Regions from separate parts of the Mus musculus genome. Here regions 1 and 2 are each linked to region 3. The links are chromatin contacts, called in public promoter capture Hi-C maps. All regions are on one chromosome and are shown on one strand. Each heading gives the region's core, a stretch centred on a gene start, on an enhancer-like site or on the middle of the called end of the contact. The rest is flanking DNA. Distances are from core to core; before and after follow the strand shown. Region 1 holds the start of Pold3 (polymerase (DNA-directed), delta 3, accessory subunit). Region 2 holds the start of Kcne3 (potassium voltage-gated channel, Isk-related subfamily, gene 3). Region 3 holds the start of Folr1 (folate receptor 1 (adult)).

Region 1 (3,366 bases), core at 172-2,671, 1.7 Mb after region 3:
TTAGCTCTCAATGCCTTCATTGTAACCAAACTTCAAGCAAAATTCATTTGCTGAGAGTCTATTACACGTGGGTGTTCTGACATTATGAATACAGTAAGTTTGAATTTTTATTTATTAATTATTTTGTGCATATACATGGGCCTGCATGTACCATGGTGTGTGGAGACCAAAGGATGACTCCAAGGAATCAGTTCTCTCCTGCCATCTTTATGTGGCTCCCTGGGACTGAACTCAGGTCATCAGGTCTGTGCTGCAAGCACTTTACCCACTGAGCTATCTCATTGGCCCCAAGATCATACTTAAAATAGTTTTTGTTTACACAAACCCTGTCTCAAAGTCCTTGCAGTTGTTTCCTAGTCACTCTTCCCATGAACAACATGAAGGTGGTTTGAAATGATGGGACCTCATCTTTTGTATGTGTGTGTGTGTATAAAGGGATAATAAAATCTAACAAGACTACTTGAGGATTAGGGTCACTGCTAGAGATGCCCACCACATGCTAGTTACTCAGTAAGTAAGTAATTGTGATATATCTGGGGAATATACATGAAACTAAAAGACTTTCTTCATCTCTTAATTCGTGGGAGGGAAAATTCCAAGGGATACTCTTCTCTGATTTGTTTTTGACCCTAAAACCTTTCAGTGTATTTGTAGACACAACTGTAATCTCTTTGACATGATCTTGGGTTTATTTACAGGCATCTGTTATGATTCTCTATGAAAACCACACAATGCATTTGCTGGGTTTCTATGAGACTAAATGAAATTTCATTTTCAAAGCACTTGCTCAATATGTTTGTCGTGTAACAACACAGTTACCAGCTATTATTAGTGTGATCGTGGTGAGCACAGCTTGAAGGTTTTATGTGTATCGTCTCACTTATAACTCCAGCCAAATAGAATGATTTGATTTCTCGTCTGCTCTTTTCCCCAGTCTTTTCACATCTTCCGGGAAACTCCTGGTTGACCCAAAGATCATGTCCCTAATCTAGTGACTCTTACTTGGTAGCTCTGGCTAGGTTGGAGCTCCATGGGTAGAACAGGGTGGTCTTCAGCTCACAAAGATCTGCTTGCTTTTGCACCACCACGCCTGACACCAACTCTTTTAAGCCACCCCTCCTCCCCCTCTTCCCCCTCCTCCCTCTCCTTTACAATGTAGGCTCCATGTGTACTCTTGGCCACAGCACTCCCCCGCCCCCAGCGGTGAAATATAAGGTTATGAGTCAGTCTACTTGTGGTAGCAGAGAAATCGCAACGTTCTCAGGTGCACACCGACAACCACGGGCTCGCGCCTCACTTCCGGTCGGTCTCGCTCCAACTTCCCCCTACATCAGCCCTGGCTGGCCTCTCACTAGTTTGGCCCTCACCCGCCGCCGTAGCGCGGCGCCTTGGTTGCCCTGGGAGACGACCTGTGACCCGAGAGTGAGCGAAGCTGTTTCCCGCCGGCGGGAGCTACGGCTGGGGCGGGTTGAGCGCGGGGCTCGAAGCCGCACCACCATGGCGGAACAGCTGTATCTAGAAAACATAGACGAGTTCGTCACGGACCAGAACAAGATCGTGAGGAGCTAGGACCACGGGGGTGGGGAAGGCGGGGCCGTGCGAGGCGGGTGTGCGGGGGACTGGGCCTGCCCGGTCGGCGAGGGGTCGCGACCCCCGGTGCCTGTGGCTTCTCGGGGACCGGCTGAGGTGGCCACTGGTCACCGCGAAACCCGCGTAGGGAGACACGCCCTGCGGGCAGAGCTTCTGGCGCGCGCCCAAGCCCCGGGGCCTTGGGCGGGATTGTGAGGTCCGGGGGCGTGGAGCCTGGGAAGCCAGCGGGGTTCGTGAGGCTTCCTTTCCCTGCTCTGTCGGGTGGTGGCCCCTCAAGACAGTTGAGACTGGCCGACTTTCATAGGCGACTGCCTGGTGCTTTACCCACCAGAGACAGTTTCCTCTTCCTGGAAATTTAAATATTGAAAGCAGCTTGACCCACCTCCTCGGGCTAGCGTAAAAATGAAGAGACTTGGGTGTGATGGACCTTTGCTGCTGTGAGCCCATGGACACAGTTTGGTACACCGACTCACACCTCCCGGGTCCTCCAGGCTTTTGTGTTATCCCTAGAAGTGGGATTTAGCCAAGGGTCAAATGACGTGTATAAACGCGTCAAGGGCCATTAGGGCTGGATAGATAAATTCTTGAATCCCAGGTCTGTCTCTTTCCCCTCTGCCTCTGTCTGCCACTCTGCCTCTGACCAATCTTTATTAGTCCTCTTATTGGGAGTGCATCGTTTAGCTTTGGAAGAAACAACAGACATACCGGGTCAGGGAAGGATGGAGGCTCGATGCCCCTAGTTCTTGAAATTACCCCATACTACATTTATCCATTTTTCTCTCTCTCTTTTTTTTTTTTTTTGATTCCCACACCACCTGTTCCTCTTAACATTTGAATAGTTGCAAATTTACTGAGAAGTTCCTGGGTTATGTGCTTTCAAGTAATGCTAGGTTTTAGATAAATTTTAGGATAGTTTTAGGTAGCTTCTTAAAGACAAGAGGGTCAGAGAGCTTTTAAGTAAGACAAGGAGTTTGAGCTAAATAATCTTTGGCTTGGCTTTGTAGACTCTTAAGACTTTTCTTATTATGTTTAGTGTCATGCGCGTGCGCGCGCGCACACACACACACACACACATAATTGTGCTATGTCACAATTATGGATGTCAGAGGACCAGTTCTCTCATTCCACCGTACGAATCCAACAAATCAAACCCAGGCTCTTTTTGTTTGTTTGTTTTTCGAGACATGGTTTCTCTGTATAACCTTGGCTGTCCTGGGAACTCACTCTGTAGACCAGGCTGGCCTTGAACTCAGAAATCCTCCTGCCTCAGCCTCCTAAATGCTGGGATTAAAGGCGTGTGCCACCACCGCCCGGCCAAACCCAGGTTCTTAAGGGTGTGGTAGCAAGTGCCTTTCCCCACTGCCCATCTCTCTGACCCACCTTTGTAGATTCTTTTGCATTGATCAGTCTGTGAAGCATCTTAGTGTTTGTAAGGTAAGTACCCTGGCCTTACTTGTCATATGGTTTTTTTCTTGTTGGTATCTGCTGTAGTTTACAGGACACAGCCATCCGAGAATAAGAGTCCCTAGGAACAGGCTCTTGGCACTTATCTGTACTCTGGAATCAGCTAATAAAACCTTAAAAATTGTTTTTTGTTTCAGGTGACTTACAAGTGGCTAAGCTATACACTAGGGGTTCATGTTAACCAGGCCAAACAGTAAGTTCATTTGACTGCTAATTTTAATAATATTGGAATTTTTCTTTCACTTTGTTTTTATTTATTATTTTCAGCATCATCTTTTTATTGTTTATTTGGAATTTTCACATCATGCACCC
Region 2 (3,578 bases), core at 506-3,005, 1.7 Mb after region 3:
AAGATAAGCTGCCTTAGATAGAGGGGAGGCCCCTTGAGCAGGTGGCATGGGGCAAGAGAGGGAAATTCTGAGTCTCCTTTGGAAACCCAGACACTTCCCACATCTGATCTGAGCCCGTTTATCCAAAGGGCAAACATTCTTGGCCCCCAGAGAACGGTAAATGGTTTTGCAATGCTCTTCCCTGTGTACCTACCAAAGGTGTGGCCATCCACACCCACAGAAGGCACACAGATAGCCCAAGTCTCAGCCTGTGATCTCGCCTTTCAAGAGTACCTTTCATGATCCTAGTTCTGCCTATGTGACCTTGAATGCTTTTCCTCTGAACCATATCTGTAAGACGGAGGTAATTACCAGTGCCCAGCTCACCTCGTGAGAACTGGGGGAGACAATAGGCGGAGCAGGCATGAGAAAGTTACTGGGAACCCTGCTCACATTGTTCCCATAGCCATCCATGGCTCAGCTCACCTCTGAGAGCAGTCATCCCAAGTGCCTACCTTCTGCTGTGCCCTCTCACAGCCCACAGCCACCAAGGGTCGCCCACCTCCTTTGTGTCCCACCCTTTCTGATGAATCCTGCAGGTCCTTGCCATTTACAAGTGCCTTCCCTGCCCCTACTTGGCCAGTCTGTGTAGCCAAGCATAGGATGGAGGTTCTTGGTCTTGCCTGCCTCCCTCTTAGAAGGTACTTCAAGCTCCCCTGCGTTACAGATAGAAAACATGCCCTGAGGAATTTGAACTGAAGAAAGTTGCTAGTCGGTTTTCATCTTCCGGGAGTCAACAGACTTTAAAGGCAGTTTTTAATGCCTCCAGTTATCGCACCCCTCCATTTGCAATTTACAGAGTGGCTGGAGCCAGAGAGAATGAGTTTATTCGATATCTGTACGTGAAATAAGAGTCCTGGGCTAGGAGTGAGGAAACACTGGTTCTAATTCAATATGGTCCCTGGTGATAAGATTATCCTGGGTCCTCAGTTTCCTCCCATGCAAATTAATAAAGAGAAGGAGGCAGAGATTAGGACTTTGCTTCCCGGGGCTCTAACACACTGGCTGAGACACCTCCCAAACATTCCCCTTTGCCCTAATTGGATTACATGGGGGCAACTGGAGCAGGAGACCCATTTTACAGGAGGTGACCTAAGAAAGCATAAGGCACAAAGCCATGGTTGACCTGCATCAATTTACACTACCTGAAAACTAGAACCCAAGACTCCTGACTTTCAACCTAGAATTGCTACTAACAGCGGAAGATGCTTCAGCCCGTCCCGGGATTTCGGAGGATCTGATCGCCGAGGGCTGGTCACAGTGGAGTAGAATGGGTAGGGCAGTTCTGCAGAGCCCGCAGCTTTGGTAGAGCAAGACTGACTCCTGGAATGTTATTTCCGTGAGTGTCCCGCTGCAGACCTGTGAGTGTCCTCTTATCGGTAGGAGAGGAGGAGCCTTTGCTGCCTGGAGGAAAGCCTGGGAGAGCGCCTTCGGACCACACACGACTTTCCATGCGCAGCGAAACTCTCTAATCCCTATAGTTCCTGGGAATACCTGCTTTTCTCACTAAGGAAGATCCACTCTGTGTTTTAGCAGCACCCCACGTCGGGTCCCCCCTCTGAAGGAAAACACCGAAACCCTGCACGTCTTGCCCGGACTATGGATAGCTTTTCCAACCCTGTAGCGCCTTACCCGCCTCTACGATCTGTCTCCGGTGAACACTGCAATAATGCCCAGATGCGCTCAGTGCTCTCAGATCTCTGCACGCCTACTGGCTCTGGCTCCCTTTTCCTTCCCAGGGTGTCCCTCCTCTGGCCCCGCCCTGCCTTAGCACTCCAGCTTCAGCGTTGGCTGTCTTGGGGCGCCTCCGCCCAGCTCCTTAGCCTTAACCGGGTGCGGTTGCGGGGAACCACCTGCTTCCTGGATCCCAGACAGAATTTTTCTCGTCTGTGTCTCCTTTAAGTCTCAGCCAACCTAGCGAAAAGCTGATTTCCAAACACCCAGACCAAGCGCTAGGTTTTGGTGGAGTCGGGCTTGGTACCTGTGTAGCTGTGTGGCACTGGGCAGCTCCTCTCTGGGGCCTTGGTTTCCTGTCTATGGGTACCACCATTCCTGCACTCGCTCTTCACAGGGTTACGGTAAGATTAGAAGTGTTTTCAGAATCCAAAATACTAAAACCGGAATAGCCAAAGAAAACATCTGATTCTAAGACATACCCTGTTTTCAGTTTGCAGACGCCCAAATTGGGGAGGTGATTCTACACTCAGCAAGCAAGTCAGCGCAGAGCTCGGTCAGAGCTTGGTCTCAGAATCCACGTACTCTAGCAGGCATCTCCCCCCTCAGTAGTCTGTGTCACATGCCCGGTCTCAACTTGTATCCACTCACTTCTTAACTGGTGTCTGTCCCAGAACACTTGTTTTCCAGCCACTGGGTCCACATCCAAATTGTTTCTGATGATATTAAAAATTGTTTCTGTTGATATAGAAGAGACGCTGATAAGTGTCATTTTCCTGTTGATGACAGAAATAGGGATCTGCCTCTCAGGGACTCTGTAGCAACCACTTATCCAAGCTCTCTTCACTAGCGGAGGTCACACAACGAACACACTCAGATGAGCTCCCTCACAATTCTCGCAAAGATCTACTGCAGTATTTCCAAGGTGAGTAATTTCCATCACAGAATATTAGGATATGATTACCTAATACGTGCTTAGGGAAAAACAAGATTGCCACGTGGTGGGCTTTTTGTGCATAATTGCTAATCTCCTTCAGAACACATCCTTGTTGTGTTGTTTCTGTGTGGCAGGTTTCTATCCAGCCGTTCCTCCCTAAGCTGGACACCACCTCTGAGAGCCGTCATCCCGATTACCCCAGTATGCGCTGCTCCAGTCTGCACACCGAGGGCGGTGGGCTCCTCCTGGGAGGTTTGGATTCAAAAGACCCAGAGTGGGGCCCAGAAATCAGCATTCAGAGTTTTGCCTCTGTAGATGTCTGTGCACCGCTTACATGCCAGGTGCCCTCAAGGCCAGTCTTAAGCACCATTGGGAGACTGGGAATCTCGTTTCTCTTTTCTTTTTTTCTTTGTTTGTTTATGTGATTTTTGAGACAGGGTTTCTCTGTATAGCCCTGGCTGTTCTGAAACTCACTCTGTAGACCCAGCTAGCCTCAAACTCCCAGAGCTCTGCCTACCTCTGCCTGCTCAGCACTGGGATTAAAGATGTGCCCTGCCTCCCCCTGACAAAACTCCTAGGCACACAACAAACAAGAACAATGACAAAACTCAACAGGGGTAGAGTGATGGTTCAGCAGCTAAGAGCACCTGCTGCGTTTGCGGGGGACCCTGTTAGGTTTCCAGTACCCATCTAGGATCTCACAACCATCTGTGACTCCAGTTTTAGGGGATCTAATGCCCTCTCCTGACCTCCACTGGTAGCAGGCACACATGTGGGGTAATAGGCCATACAGCTGGGCAAAATAATCATAGACATTAAATAAAACAATTAAATCTGAAAAAAAATTAAAACTAGCCTTGTCAGGTGGTGGTGACCCACTCAGGAGGCAGAAGTAGGCAGATCTCTGAGTTCAAGACCAACCTGTTCT
Region 3 (3,286 bases), core at 457-2,956:
ACATATATATCCAAGAGTCAGCAATAAGGTTGCGCTTGCTTGTAAAGAAGTACAAGCAGAATTCTAGTGGACAGAGCTGGAAATGATCAGAAACACAGACTTGTGGGGGCTGGAGAGATGGCTCAGAGGTTAAGAGCACTGACTGCTCTTCCAGAGGTCCTGAGTTCAATTCCTAGTAACCACATGGTGGCTCACAACCATCTGTAATGAGATCTCATATCCTTTTCTGGGGAGTCTGAAGACAGCTACAGTGTACTTACATATATAATAAATAAATGTAGCCGGGCGTGGTGGCACACGCCTTTAATCCCAGCACTCGGGAGGCAGAGGCAGGCAGATTTTTGAGTTCAAGGCCAGCCTGGTCTACAAAGTGAGCTCCAGGACAGCCAGGGCTATACAGAGAAACCCTGTCTCGAAAAACCAAAAAAGCAAAAAAAAAAAAAAAAAATGTTTAGAAAGAGAGAAAGAAAGAAAGAAAGAAAGAAAGAAAGAAAGAAAGAAAGAAAGAAAGAAAGAAAGGCAGACTTTTATCCCAACAGTCGGGAGGCAGAGGGCAGGTGGATCTCTGAGTTCGAGGCCAGCCTGGTCTACAGAGTGAGTTCCAGAGCAGCCAGGGCTACACATAGAAACCCTGTCTCAAAAAGAAAAGAAAAAAAAAATCAGGCAGGAGAAGTAGTGTGGAGTCATAAGCCTTAGAATGCTGCTCCAGGATGCCTGATAGACTTCTCTCAAGCAAACGAACGACACCAGACTTGTAGACAAACTCCAGTGTCCACAGCCCTGAACAGTGTGAATGGCGCACATCGGGGGCCCGATACTCACCAAAGCTCAGGATTCTCTCCCCTGCAATCTGGAGGCCTTCTCTTGCTTCCTGGCCTTTAATCCCACTGTTGGATGTGGGGGGTTGTCAAACACCTTCCTGTTTTTTCAGCCTGGTCACAAGACACTAGCAGGCTGGGCCAGACTAGACACTGACAGTCAGTTTTGCTGATAATAAGCTGCTATCTCAGGGAGATACTTCTTGGACTGGCTCCAAGGTGACTGTGAAATTCTGTCCCTCCCTAGTGGTCAAATGATCTCAACACTTAGGCTCCGGATGGGTACAACACTTCAACATTCAGGGCATTAGGGCTCAAATGCAGTCAAATAGCTGATGGAGGTCCTACACAAGCTGCCTAGCTCTCCTAGCATCCCCCAGTCTCTGCTTGTTTTCAGGATCCTCCTGGTTGGCGTGCCTGGTTCCCTGACCTAAACCTTCTCCAGCCCAGGGCCTGGGCCACCCTTCTTCTAGTGGTTCTTCTCTATAGAATGCAGTCATTTTGGCTAAGCTGGTCTTTTTACCCTTTTGCACTTTTGGTCTCATGGCTTTCCCCTCTCCCCTCCCATGACCCAGCTCAGGGTCTTGTTCACTCTGGGCCCTTCCAAATGCTTTTCTGGCTAGGCTCTTCTCCATATCTACAATAAACTTTCTCCTCCACCATACCTAGGGGCTGTCATGGCCTCCTTTTTATTTCTTTTTTTCCTCACTCAGGCAGGAGCTGAGGCAGGGCAGGGTGTTCACTCCAGGCCCCAGCTCAATCTTCACCTCAAATCCTCACTGGAAAGGTTAATTATTCAGAAGCTGTAGAGCTCAGGAGCATCACCCAGGGGGCAAACCTCACTCTTGCAATAGAGGAGCCATAAAGGCCAGTTAATAATCAGCCCCGGGGCAGAGACAGCTTAGAAGGGCCTCCAGCTTTAGGCTTTATAGATACCTGGCCCACCCTTCCCCAGTCAGCAGGCTGATCTGGAAGTATAAACAAGAAAGGAGGCTGACGGCTCTAGAAGTCCCCAACCTGTTGTGATCTTCAGTAGACAAACACTCCTGGTGTGTCACAGGATTCAGGTACATGGCAGTGGCCAGGGCGAAGGGTAGCAAGACAGAACCAGGGACCTCCTGGGAGCCTGTCTCTCTTTGTAGGGCCTTGTTCTTTGGCTAATTTTCCCCCAGAGTCCAAATTGCCTCCTCTCTCTCCTTCCTCCTTCCCTTCTTCCTTGCCTTCCTTCCCCTCCTTCCTTTTCTCTTTCTCCTGACATTCACCAATGTAGTGGTCTCTACTATCTCACTTAAATTTCGGTTGAGACAGCTCCCACATCTATGTCCAATTTGGAGCCTTCCTCTGGGGCCACACACGCACAGGTAACTGATCAACAACTCCGAGTCTCCTGCTCAAATCTACTCCCCACTCCTTTATCCAACAGCAGCGCCATCCTGGGCTCCCAGTAAGGGATGGGTGGGGGACGGGGTCCTGTTTTGGCTGCAGTGAAATGTGGGTGATGTCAAAATTAGCTCAGATCCTTAAGGGTTCCCCCCACGCCCCCACGCCTGTAAAGATCTGTCACAGGAGTGGGAGGTGAGCAAGTGGAGAAGGAAAGGAAGCCTGGGCTTCCACAGCACTGAGGCTCTCGTCAGAAAGGTTAGGCCATCAGGGTCTTGTGACTGGAAGTGGGTGATAGCCTGGCTGGTGAGGTTGGGGGAACTTGTAGCTGAGAGAAGTTGGGGACATGGGATCTTCTGATTCTATACAACAGGCCTGGAAGTTGCAAGCCTGTGTTCTAGTGACAGTCCTGCCATTGGCTCTGGTGTGGTCCTCTGGGGCTCATCCTATTCATGTGTATAATAGGACATGGGTGTTGGTAGTGGATGGATTATTTTAAAGGATCTTAGCAGCTCAAGACACAATGTGAGGTGTTTGTTTGTTTGAGACAGGGTCTTTCAGTGTAGCCTTGACTATCCTGGAACTCTCTCTGTAGATCAGGCTGGTCTCAAACTTACAAAGATCTGCCTGCCTCTGCTTCCCGAGTGCAGGGATTAAAGGCATGCACCACCACAGCCCGGCTGTTTGTTTATTTATTTGCAATGCTGGGATTGAAACTGGGGCTTCACACATACTAGGCATGTGCCACCACCCAGCTGTTTGTTTATTTGTTTACTTGCAATGCTGGGGATTGAACCCAGGGCCTCACACATGCTAGGCCAGCCTTTGCCATACACATCCCAAGAACGGAGCCTGTACTATTAATCGCATCCCTACAGAGGCCTGCTGTTGCACACATGCAATAATTAACAGCTGAATGGCCTCGCCCAATCTCAGGCTCCATTCCTGGGCTGCATTCCCACTACCTGCTCCACACAGCTCTGTTTCCTAGGCCACTAAACCTCGGCCGGCTGTCTCCTGGAATGAAGAAAGCAAAGGAAGCCTAGAGTGGAGACAAAGAAGCCCGAGGCACTCTGAGAGCTGCCATC

What was found. Promoter capture Hi-C pulls out the DNA fragments that hold promoters and counts their contacts. Capture Hi-C pulls out chosen DNA fragments and counts their contacts.
Region 1: a promoter capture Hi-C map of liver shows a contact between it and region 3, with 4 times the contacts expected there. The contact joins the promoter of Pold3 here to the promoter of Folr1 in region 3.
Region 2: a promoter capture Hi-C map of liver shows a contact between it and region 3, with 5 times the contacts expected there. The contact joins the promoter of Kcne3 here to the promoter of Folr1 in region 3. A contact is called at or near these places in 2 of 39 promoter capture datasets (liver and pre-B cells) and 2 of 9 other capture datasets (adipose tissue and liver).

Annotation. Positions count from the first base shown.
Region 1 is chr7:100,119,555-100,122,920 of GRCm38.p6, reverse strand. It overlaps Pold3 (polymerase (DNA-directed), delta 3, accessory subunit), which reads left to right and starts at 1,421. Exons shown (of 12, transcript NM_133692.2): 1 at 1,421-1,557; 2 at 3,192-3,247. The coding sequence starts at 1,498.
Region 2 is chr7:100,176,860-100,180,437 of GRCm38.p6, reverse strand. Kcne3 (potassium voltage-gated channel, Isk-related subfamily, gene 3) reads right to left here and starts at 1,755. Exons shown (of 4, transcript NM_001360467.1): 1 at 1,672-1,755. It overlaps Gm51453 (a long non-coding RNA gene), which reads left to right and starts at 1,747. Exons shown (of 3, transcript XR_003946660.1): 1 at 1,747-2,117; 2 at 2,207-2,638; 3 at 2,785-3,054.
Region 3 is chr7:101,869,208-101,872,493 of GRCm38.p6, reverse strand. Folr1 (folate receptor 1 (adult)) reads left to right here and starts at 1,706. Exons shown (of 7, transcript NM_001252554.1): 1 at 1,706-1,885; 2 at 3,190-3,286. It overlaps Gm35597 (a long non-coding RNA gene), which reads right to left and starts at 1,783. Exons shown (of 3, transcript XR_378387.3): 1 at 823-1,783.